2 separate regions of the Sus scrofa genome follow, and region 2 is linked to region 1. Evidence: chromatin contacts called from public HiChIP or PLAC-seq data. All regions are on one chromosome and are shown on one strand. The core of a region is the stretch at or near the end of the contact, and the rest is flanking DNA. Distances in the headings are between cores, read along the strand shown. Region 1 overlaps USP15 (ubiquitin carboxyl-terminal hydrolase 15). Region 2 has its middle 15 kb from the start of MIRLET7I.

The links. HiChIP or PLAC-seq counts read pairs in DNA pulled down with a chosen protein or histone mark.
Region 2: an H3K27ac HiChIP or PLAC-seq map of alveolar macrophages shows a contact between it and region 1. The contact joins two enhancer-like sites. A contact is called at or near these places in 1 of 47 Hi-C or Micro-C datasets (heart right ventricle) and 1 of 2 datasets of contacts at active chromatin or transcription factors (alveolar macrophages).

What each region holds. Positions count from the first base shown.
Region 1 is chr5:26,970,856-26,975,612 of Sscrofa11.1, reverse strand. All of the region lies in intron 1 of USP15 (ubiquitin carboxyl-terminal hydrolase 15), which reads right to left. Among named protein-coding and RNA genes, the nearest start is that of USP15, 8.9 kb to the right of the region's middle. Within about 2 kb of position 3,417, at least 11 of the 83 cell types and tissues checked have an H3K27ac peak or open chromatin away from gene starts, as enhancers often do. A contact at or near this core is called in alveolar macrophages, where this site is marked.
Region 2 is chr5:27,265,189-27,270,525 of Sscrofa11.1, reverse strand. No RefSeq gene overlaps it. Among named protein-coding and RNA genes, the nearest start is that of MIRLET7I, 15 kb to the right of the region's middle. Within about 2 kb of position 3,470, at least 4 of the 83 cell types and tissues checked have an H3K27ac peak or open chromatin away from gene starts, as enhancers often do. A contact at or near this core is called in alveolar macrophages, where this site is marked.

The sequences.
Region 1 (4,757 bases), core at 2,168-4,667:
CACATTAGAAACAAATTTAAGAAAGATATAAAGAGACTAATAAATGATTCAGAAATAGTCTTAAATACAAAGAATTTGAAAGCAGTATGAGGAAATGGGGAAATCCCAATAGATGGATTTAGAAAACCATAGAGCTAGGAAATGCATAGTTGTTGGGTTTTTATTTTGGGTTTTTTTTTTTTTTTTTTTTTTTGATTGGTACATGCTTACGTTGACAAATTTCAGAAAAGCAGTTCCTTAACTGCCTAATACTGACATAAATATAACATTTACTTTTTAAAAAATCCTACCTTTTTCTCTGCAAAGTAGATGTAAGACACTCACTCTTATAACCAAGAAATTTACACAAAAATTGCAGCTTAATTCAATGTGGGACACTCAATCTGAGAACACATATAACTATGTGTGTAGAAATAACAGCATAAATTTTGGATGTTAATTCACTCTATGACTAATCATCTCATTTAATTAAATAGTTTAAATCACATTTGAGTTGTAAAAGCATAAAACCATTTTTAATACTAAAAGGTATTAATAGTATCTAGTATCTTAAATCATTATAAACTAGATATTTTACTAAAACTAAAACTTTTCAGTAAAACCAAAGCTATAAAGTTCTTTCAAATAAACCAATGACTTGATTAATCATCCCTTTATAGCTTAATTTTTAGATGTGAAACCTTTCCAACCTATTTTCTGCTCTGCATATTACATTCATCAGTTGGCAAGAACTAATTTTCATGACCTCTTTTTACATCTAAACTAAGAGACAAAGAACTCAGGAAGGAGGCCAAATAAGACTGTGGAAGTGAAAAGAAAACCCACAGAATTGAAGAAAAATTGCAAATCATCTATCTGACAAGGAATTTGTATCTAGAATACATAAAGAATTCTTAAAATTCAATAATATAAAATAACCAAATTAAAAAATGGGCAAAGGAGCTAGACAGACATTTTGTCAAAGATATACAAAGGTCCAATAAACATATATAAAAAGATGTGCAACATTATTAGCCACCATGGAAATGCAAATCAAATCCCCAATGAGATGCCACGTCACATCCACCAAGATGGGTATAGTTAAAAAGACATACAATAAGTACTACAGGGATAAAGAGAAACTGGAAGCCTCATACACGGCTGGTGGCAACATAAAATGGTGCAACTGCTTTGTAAAAGAATATATCAGCTCCTCAAAATATATATATAGACTCAGCAATTCCATTCCTAGGTATAAACCCAAGAGAAATGAAACTTATGTCCAGACGATAACTTGCACACAAATATTCAGAGCAGGATTATTTGTAACACCCAAAAAGTGTAAATAACCCAGATGTCTATCAACTGATGAAGGGATAAATTCAATGTGGTATACCTATGCAATCGAACATTTTTTGGCAATAAAAAGAAATGAGGTACTGATACACACAAAAAATCATGTATTAAATGAATGAAGCAGACAAAAGAGTCACACATATTAAATGATTCTATTTACAAGAAATATACAGAAGGCAAATTTATAGTATGGAAAATAGATTAGTAGCTGCCAAGAATGGAGATTTGGGGCAAAATGGGGGAAGGTAGAGGCTGCTAATAGATATGGGGTTTCTTTCAGGGATAAAAACTTTCCAAAATTGACTACAGTGATGGCTGCACAACTCTGCGAGTATAACCAATCCAGTAAATTGTATAGATCAAGTTGGTGGTGAATTATATATGAATTATATCACAATAAAGTTTTTATCTTAAGGGTGAAAGGGCCATATATCCAGATGGGATTACTAGGGATGATTTTACAGAGATTGCGTTAGCAGTGAGTTAAAGTCAGGACTTTGTAAAACATATTGGAAATAATATGAATGATGCGCAAAGTCTTATAAGGCAGGAATAATTTGCAGGAAATAGGAACCACCATTTCTATCAAAGAGCTTAATCAGAAAGACTAGAATGCTAAACCAGGAAGACCTAGAAAACTCTATAGGGTACCTCATACGGATAATAGATAAACATAGTGTTTTACTAATTTGACAAAGCTGTCACTCTTTAGGAGGTTGCCTTGTGGTGTAGCAGGTTAATTATCTGGTGGTGTTACTGCAGCAGCTCAGGTGGCTGCTGTTCTGCAGGTTGATCCCTGGCCTGGGAGCTCCATATACTGCAGGCAAGGCCAAAAAAAAGGTGTCACTTCTTGATTTTAATACTTCCAAGTATTCGCCCCTCAGAAAATTGCTTCCATAAAATGGTATATAGCTTATCACTCATAGGCAGGCAGTACAGCTTAAAATGTACGCTTTAGGAGTTCCCTGGTGTCTTAGCAGGTTAAGTATCCAGCCTTGTGGCTTGGGCTCAATCCCTGGCCTGGGAACTTCTGCATGGTGCAGGTGAAGCCAAAATAAAATAAAATAAAATTAAATTAAATTAAATAAAATGCAGGCTTTACAGTTGACTGCCTAAGTCAGAATCTCTGCTCTACCACTAAGAATATCACAATGTGCACTTAACACTGTACTTCAGAATCTGAACCTGTAAAATGAGAACACTTTCACTTATACATACAAAAAGCTCTTAACATGATAACTAGGTGGTATTTCTTGTAATCACAGATACAACTATACAATGTATATAAACACTCAGCTATATCTCTCCTGAGAATCAAAAACTTTTTCAGCTTAAAATCCATTCAAATTTATAAAAATAAATTTTCCATCTATAGCAAAGATAAATCCCCTGATTAAACTGTTAACTTTGTCAAGCTGTTACACTGCTAAACAACATAAAGCAATCAAAATTACCATGATCATTTAACCCTTATCATTCTTTTTTCTTTCTCCTAGTTTTATCGAGATATTACTAATATACAGCAATAATAAGTTTAAGATGTACGGTGTAATGATTTGACTTAACATATATCATGAAATGATACCACAATAAGTTTATGGAACATCTATTACTCATATAGATACAAATTAATTAGAAAAAAATTTCTTATGATGAGAACTCTTAGGAGTTACCCTCTTAACAACTTTTGTATATAACATATGGCAATGTTATAGTAGAATATTACTCAGACACAACAAAGAACTAAACCTTGTCATTTGTGACAACATGGACATAGAAGGTATTATGCTAAGAGAAATAAGTCAGAAAGACAAGTATGTTTGATTTCACTTATACGTAGAATCTAAAAAATGAACAAACATAACAAAACAGAAAAAGAGTCTCAGATACAGAGAACCCCTAGTTGGTAAAGGGAAAGAAGGTTGGGGGGGGGCAGGAAACAAATAGGTGAGGAAGATTAAGACGTATAAATTCTAGTTGCAAAATAAATGAGTCACGAGTATGAAATGCACAATACGGGAAATACAGTCAATAATTATGTAATATCCCTGTATGGTGAAAGATCATAACTAGACTTATCATGGTAATCATTTTGAAATATACAGAAATATCAAATCACCATGTTGTGTAACAGGAAGTAACATAGTGTAGGACAATTATACTTCATTAACAACCAACCAAACAAACTCATATTAAATAAGCACTAGGGATGTAATGCACAACATGATAAATATATAAGTATCACCCTTATCATTCTTTTTTTTTTTTTTTTTTTTTTTTTTTGGTCTTTTTTAGGGCTGTACCCGTGGCATATGGAAGTTCCCAGGCTAAGGGCCAAACAGGAGCTCCAGGTTCTGGCCTATACAACAGCCACAGCAACTAGGGATCTGAGCCACATCTGCGATCTACACCACAGCTCACAGCAATGCTGGATACTTAACCCACTGAGCAAGGCCAGGGATCAAACCCATGTCCTCATGTTTACTAGCTGGACTCATTACTACTGAGCCATGACTGAACTCCACCTTGTCATTCTTAATCTTTTTGTTTTTTACTACAAGAACTTAATGCTCTTTTCACTCAAGTAATTTTGTCTCTAGTGCTCCCAGGTTTTGACTTAACTGGCTCTCTAAAATTTAGAATAGCCCCATCTCAAAGCCACTTTGGATTTGTGAGAGCCTTTGACTTCTTTCACAAAGGAAGTCCTTTCTATGGCCACTTGAATTTTCCCAAACTAAGAGGAATTATCACAGTAATAATATCTGGGTCTTCTAAAAGGAGAGTGGAAGGGACAGCATTCTTAGCTCTCCTCTGCATGAAGAAGAAAAAGTAGTCATTACCCTCCTTTTTCTTGCTGGAGAGCTACAAGGAAACCATGCAGAATCTTACTGACGAAAGCAGTAAAAGTATTCTAGGCATAACCAAATATAGGTTAATCCTACAGAGGTTTTCTTTCTTATATTAGAATCTGAGCTTCCTTACTTCTTTTTGTGGAGCCATTCTTGATAGTTCCCTCAGATACATCATTTTAATCTGTATCCAAAACTGAGATCACTTACTTCTAATCAATCTTATTCTAGGTTTTTTTCAGTAGTGACTTCTGCATAAACTGGACGATAAAACTGAAAGCAACTATGGTCCCTTGTTTATAGGCAGAGCAGACTCTCGAGAAACAACTTCAAAGGGATAAATGTAAGATACAGAGTGTGAATGACAGCGGTGACTAAAAGAAATGAAAACAAAAGGCACAAACTGAACTGACATTACTCAGGAAAGGAAAAAAACTAGTAACTGTTGAAAAATTCTACATGGAGACTAAGAAGAAATAGTTTAATGGCTATGAAATACTGTTTCAATTACATCTGAGTAGAAACTGCACAAAACACTTTTAATACTAAGGAGATACTGGTAGAATTCAGTAT
Region 2 (5,337 bases), core at 2,221-4,720, 290 kb before region 1:
AAATTGCTGGGAGTTCCCATCATGGCTCAGGAATCTTACTAGGAACGATGAGGTTGAGGGTTCGATTCCTGGCCTTGCTCAGTGGGTTAAGGATCCGGTGTTGCCGTGAGCTGTGGTGTAGGTCACAGATGCGGCTTGAATCTGGCATTGCTGTGGCTGTGGTGTAGGCTGGCAGCTACAGCTCCGATACAAGATACAACCCCTAGCCTGGGAACCTCCATATGCCGTGGGTATGGCCCTAGAAAAAGACAAAAAAAAAAAAAAAAAAAAAAAAAAAGTTGCTAATGCAATCATCCAAGTAAAATTTTTGTGTTAACACATTAGTTTTTTGGGTTTTTTTTTGTCTTTTTGTTGTTGTTGTTGTTGTTGCTATTTCTTGGGCCGCTCCCGTGGCATATGGAGGTTCCCAGGCTAGGGGTTGAATCGGAGCTGTAGCCACCGGCCTACGCCAGAGCCACAGCAACGCGGGATCCGAGCCACGTCTGCAACCTACACCACAGCTCACGGCAACGCCGGATCATTAACCCACTGAGCAAGGGCAGGGACCGAACCCGCAACCTCATGGTTCCTAGTCGGATTTGTTAACCACTGCGCCATGACGGGAACTCCAACACATTAGTATTATTTGTGTTAATTATCTAGTCACTCTGTAAGTTTTTGAAAAAGTAACATAAGCAAGTTCAGAGTTAAGATGACAATAAAAAGCCAAAGTCTGGAGCACATGGAGAGGCCTGATTGGGGTGCAGGAGGGGTGGTGCGAATAGAGGGCCCTGGTGAACTAGAAGTCAGCATGCAGGAACTGGACATCATAGATAAAGATAATGCCACTGACAGGGTAAGAGAATGATAAAGCAATCAAGCACCTATAAAAAAAATTCTGCATCAGGCAGGCCCTATGTTAGGTACCTAGCATATATGAAAATATGAGCTTCAAGAGAATTTTTTTTTTTTTTTTTTAGGGCTGCATTTGCAGCATATGGAAGTTTCCACACTAGGGGTTGAAATGGAGCTGCAGCTGCTGGCACAGCCACAGCAATGCCAGATCTGAGACATGTCTTCAACCTACACCATAGCTCTTGGCAATGCCGGATCCTTAACCCACTGAGCAAGACCAGGGATCGAACCCGTATCCTCATGGATACTAGTCAGGATACTGCTGAGCCACAATGAGAACTCCAGAATTTTTTTTGCTTATTTACAGTCATTCAAGTTACATTCAAATATATTTTCTGTTGTTTATTTGATTTAAAATTACCAAAAAATAAATAAAAGGAAGGAAGAAAAGTAATGAGAAAAGTACCTTTTCCTAGAGGGAAAAGTATCATTCCTCTAGGTCTGAAACCTATGAACTAGAGAGACAAATTATCTGTCCCATACACAACCAATATCATGGTAGGGTAGACAGACATAGGATAGTTACTATAAATACTCCCCTTCAAAAGGAGAAACAAAAGGCATGGGGCAGTCTCTCGACCACAGCAAATCCAACTGGGCGTACACTGCCAATTCCTTGATTAGGGTTTACGTCTTTTGCCTGCAATGATTCTCCTTAACTCCTGGCTCCAACCTCTGAGTTATTCTTCCTATCCCATAAAACATAGCCCAAATTTAAGTTCGGTAGTTTGATAAGTCTACTTCCTGCCTGTAGAAGTTCTAGGGTCTAAAAGCCTCTTTTCATTTTTGAAGCCATCTCTGTTCCTTACAGCTCAAACTGATAGTATTTCTACAATATAATTTTCTCAAAAGCTTTGTAAGTTTCTTATGAATATTATTGATCTTATTGAGGTTTATTCATTAGACAAAACTGCACCAACAAATCTTGTCTACCTGGGGCTCCCTGTAAAGTACCACCTTAAATTTTTCTGGTGTCTTTTTTGATTTTCTTTCTTTTCTTAAATCTGTGTACTGTTTTTGCAATTGTGATTTTATCTTTCCTAAAGACTCTTATTTCCTTTCTATTTAGAGAAGACCTTTCAATATTTCCTTTAGAAAAGTTTAGCATTGCCATATTAAGTTTTTATTTATCTGAGAAATTATCTCTTCTATTCTAAATGATAACTTTGCTGGGTAGAGTATCCTAAATTGCAAATTTTTCCCTCTTCTGGTGTCTTAAAAAAGGATTTCACAATCAAATCTTTAGCTTCATCTTTACCCTGAGAACTTTTTATAACAGAGATGTGAATCTGATTTTGTCCTGAGACCCTTTTCCTTACTTTGGGAATATGCTGCTGCAAGAGACTGGCAGTCGGAAAAGGGTTTTATTTTCTAACCCAGCAAGTTTTGACTTAATGTATTTCCTCAAAATTTTGCTTGAAAACGGAGTAATTTCTTCTCTAGCTCATCATTACTAGTATTTCATATCAGCTCTTTTAAACCAGGTAAAAGTTTAAAACTTTAGCCTGAAAACTGTTCAGGCTTATCTATAAGTTCGTTAAGTGTATTTTGTATTTCTACATTATCATACAAGGGCTTTTCCCCCAGCTTTAATAACTTTTCTCCTCACTTTCCTTTAAGCCCTACTGACAACCTCAAGATCCATCAGATTTCTGCTGTTAATCTCTTCAAGGCCCTTCCAACGTATGCAGGCAGCTCAGCTGCAAAGCCACTGCCATATGTCTTAGGTTTTGTTCTAATAACACTCCATTTCCAGGTCTCAAAATCATTTCTGATTATCTATTGCTATGTAACAAATTACCCTAAAACTTTGGCTTAAAACAACAACCACAGTTTTACTATTGTCTCTCATGGTTCTGGGGCTTGACTAAGTTTCTTGCTTAGGGTGTCTCATGAGCTTGCAGCAGATGGTAGCTGGTACTGAAATCATCTGGGACTTGCTCATTCATATGCATGGTGCCTGCTCTGGGAAGACTTAAAATAGCTGGGGGCAGGAACAGCTGGGTTTCCTCAGACATCTCTCCCTATGTCTATGTGATCTCCCCATGGTCTTTTCAGCACGGAAACTTCAGGGTAGCTATTACTACACGGCACCTTAGAGCTCCAAATGTATGTGGAGAGAGAGAAGAAGAGAGGAGAGAGGGGCAGAAGGTGTATCACCTCTCATAATCCTGTTTTCAGATGTCACGCAGTATTATTTCTGTTAAACATTATTTGTTCTGTTAAACATTATTTGTTACACCTGCCATTATGGTCCAGAGAAGGAAACAGACTATCTTCACAAATCTGAGTGATGATGGTCAGGGGTCATATACATTCAAATGTATTAAAATGTTTTATTCTCAAAGAAAGACCTATTTCTGTCTTCACTTATTGAGAGAGAGAGAGAAAAGGGTTTTTTTTGGTCGGGTGGTGGAACCAAATGTTCTATTAGGATAATTAAGTTCTAAAGCAAGGGTCAGCAAACTATGACCTACAGGCCAAATCTGGCCAATGGCCTGTTTTTAGTATGGCAAATGAGCTAAGAATGATTTTACAGTTTTAAAGAGGAAGGAAAAAGAAGAAAGCAAAGGAAGAAAAGCAGAAGCATATGCAATAGAGACCACATGTGACCCACAAAGCCTACAATATTTAATATCTGGCCCTTTCTTTAAGTGCCTATTCTAAAGCACTTTCAAATGTGTTTTCAGATGTTACTATAGACAAATAGCAAACATATTTCTAGGATGCTTTTAATATACACATTTTCCACACAAAAATAGAGTCGATGCTATAATAACACAAGATCTTGCCCTATCGATTATCCCTCTTCTATTATGTATTCATTCAATCCTGAATCTTCACATTTCCTCTCATTTTTCCTCTTTCCACTTACCAACACTCTCATCTCATTCAGAAGCAGCCCTTCTTCCCCTACCACTTCCCTCAAGTTTTGTATGTGTAATTTTCTTTTGTCCTTGTGTAACTTCTCTCCTCAAAAGACAGAAATGTTTCTTATTTCTAAACTAGTCAAAAAGACAACCTACCACACTGTAGAAAATATCTGCAAATCATGTATCTGATAAGGGGTTAATATCCAAAATACATAAAGAACTCATATAACTGAGTAGCAAAAACAATTCAATTAAAAAATGGGCAGAGGATCCAGACATTTTTCCAAAGAAGACAGAAGATAGCCAACAGGTACCTGAAAAGGTTCTCAACATCATTAATCATCAGGGGAATGCAAATCAAAACCACAGTGAGATACCACCTCATGCCTGTTAGAAGGGCTATCATCAAAAAGATAAGAAATAACAAGTGTTAGCAAGGACGGAGAGAAAAGAAAATCACCGTGCATTGCTGGTGGGAATGTAAATAGATGCAGCCACTATGGAAAACAGTCTAGAGGTTCCTGCCAATAGAACTGCCAATTCCAACAATTTCACTTCTGGGTATTTATCTAAAAAAAACGAAAACACTTACTCAAAAAGATACAGGAACCCCCCGTGTTCACTGCAGCTTTTTTTACAACAGGCAAGATATGAAAGCAACCTAAGTCTTCATCAATGGATGAATGGAAATGTGATTATATATAAATCCAATGGAATATTACTCAGCCATTTAAAAAAAATGAAGCCTTGCCATATGTAACAAAATGGATGGACCCTGAGGGCATTATGCAAAGTGAAGTTAAGTCAGAGAAAAATAAATACCATATGACCTCACCTATATATGGCATCTAAAACATAAAATTAAATAACAACTAAATTCATAGAAACAGAGAATAGATCGGTGGTTTCCAGAGGCAAGGGGTGGGGAATGGCCAAAATGGGTGAAGGTGGTCAAAAGGTACAGACTTCCAAAATAATTACATCATGAGGACGTAATGTACATCCGGTGATGTTAACAATACTGTTGCTAATAGCATAGATCTTAAAAGTTCTCATCCCAAGAAAAAAAATTTTAACTGTGTGGTGATGAATGTTCACTAGACTTATTGTGATCATTCTGCAATATATACATATATCAAATCATTCTATTGTATACCTGAAATTAATATAATGTTACATGTCAAATTATATCTCAATTTAAAAGAAAAAAAAAAGGTCAAAATTCCTTACTCTTGTAGGTCACTCTATTTCCAGCCTCTTTGACTTCATCACCACATATGCCCTGGTCCCACATTCCTATGTAACACCTATATTAGACCATATATGTTCCTTGAAAGTCTACATCTTTTACTTTTATTCTTCTGTCTTTTTTAGGGCCACATCTGGAGCATATGGAAGTTCCCAAGCTAGGGGTTGAATCGGAGCTGCATCTGTGACCTACACCACTGCTCACGGCAACGCCAGATCCTTAACCCACTAAGCCAGGCCAGGGGTTGAAGCTGCATCCTCATGGATACTAGTCAGATTCCTTTCTGCCATGCCACAATGAGAATTCTCAAGGTCCATGTCT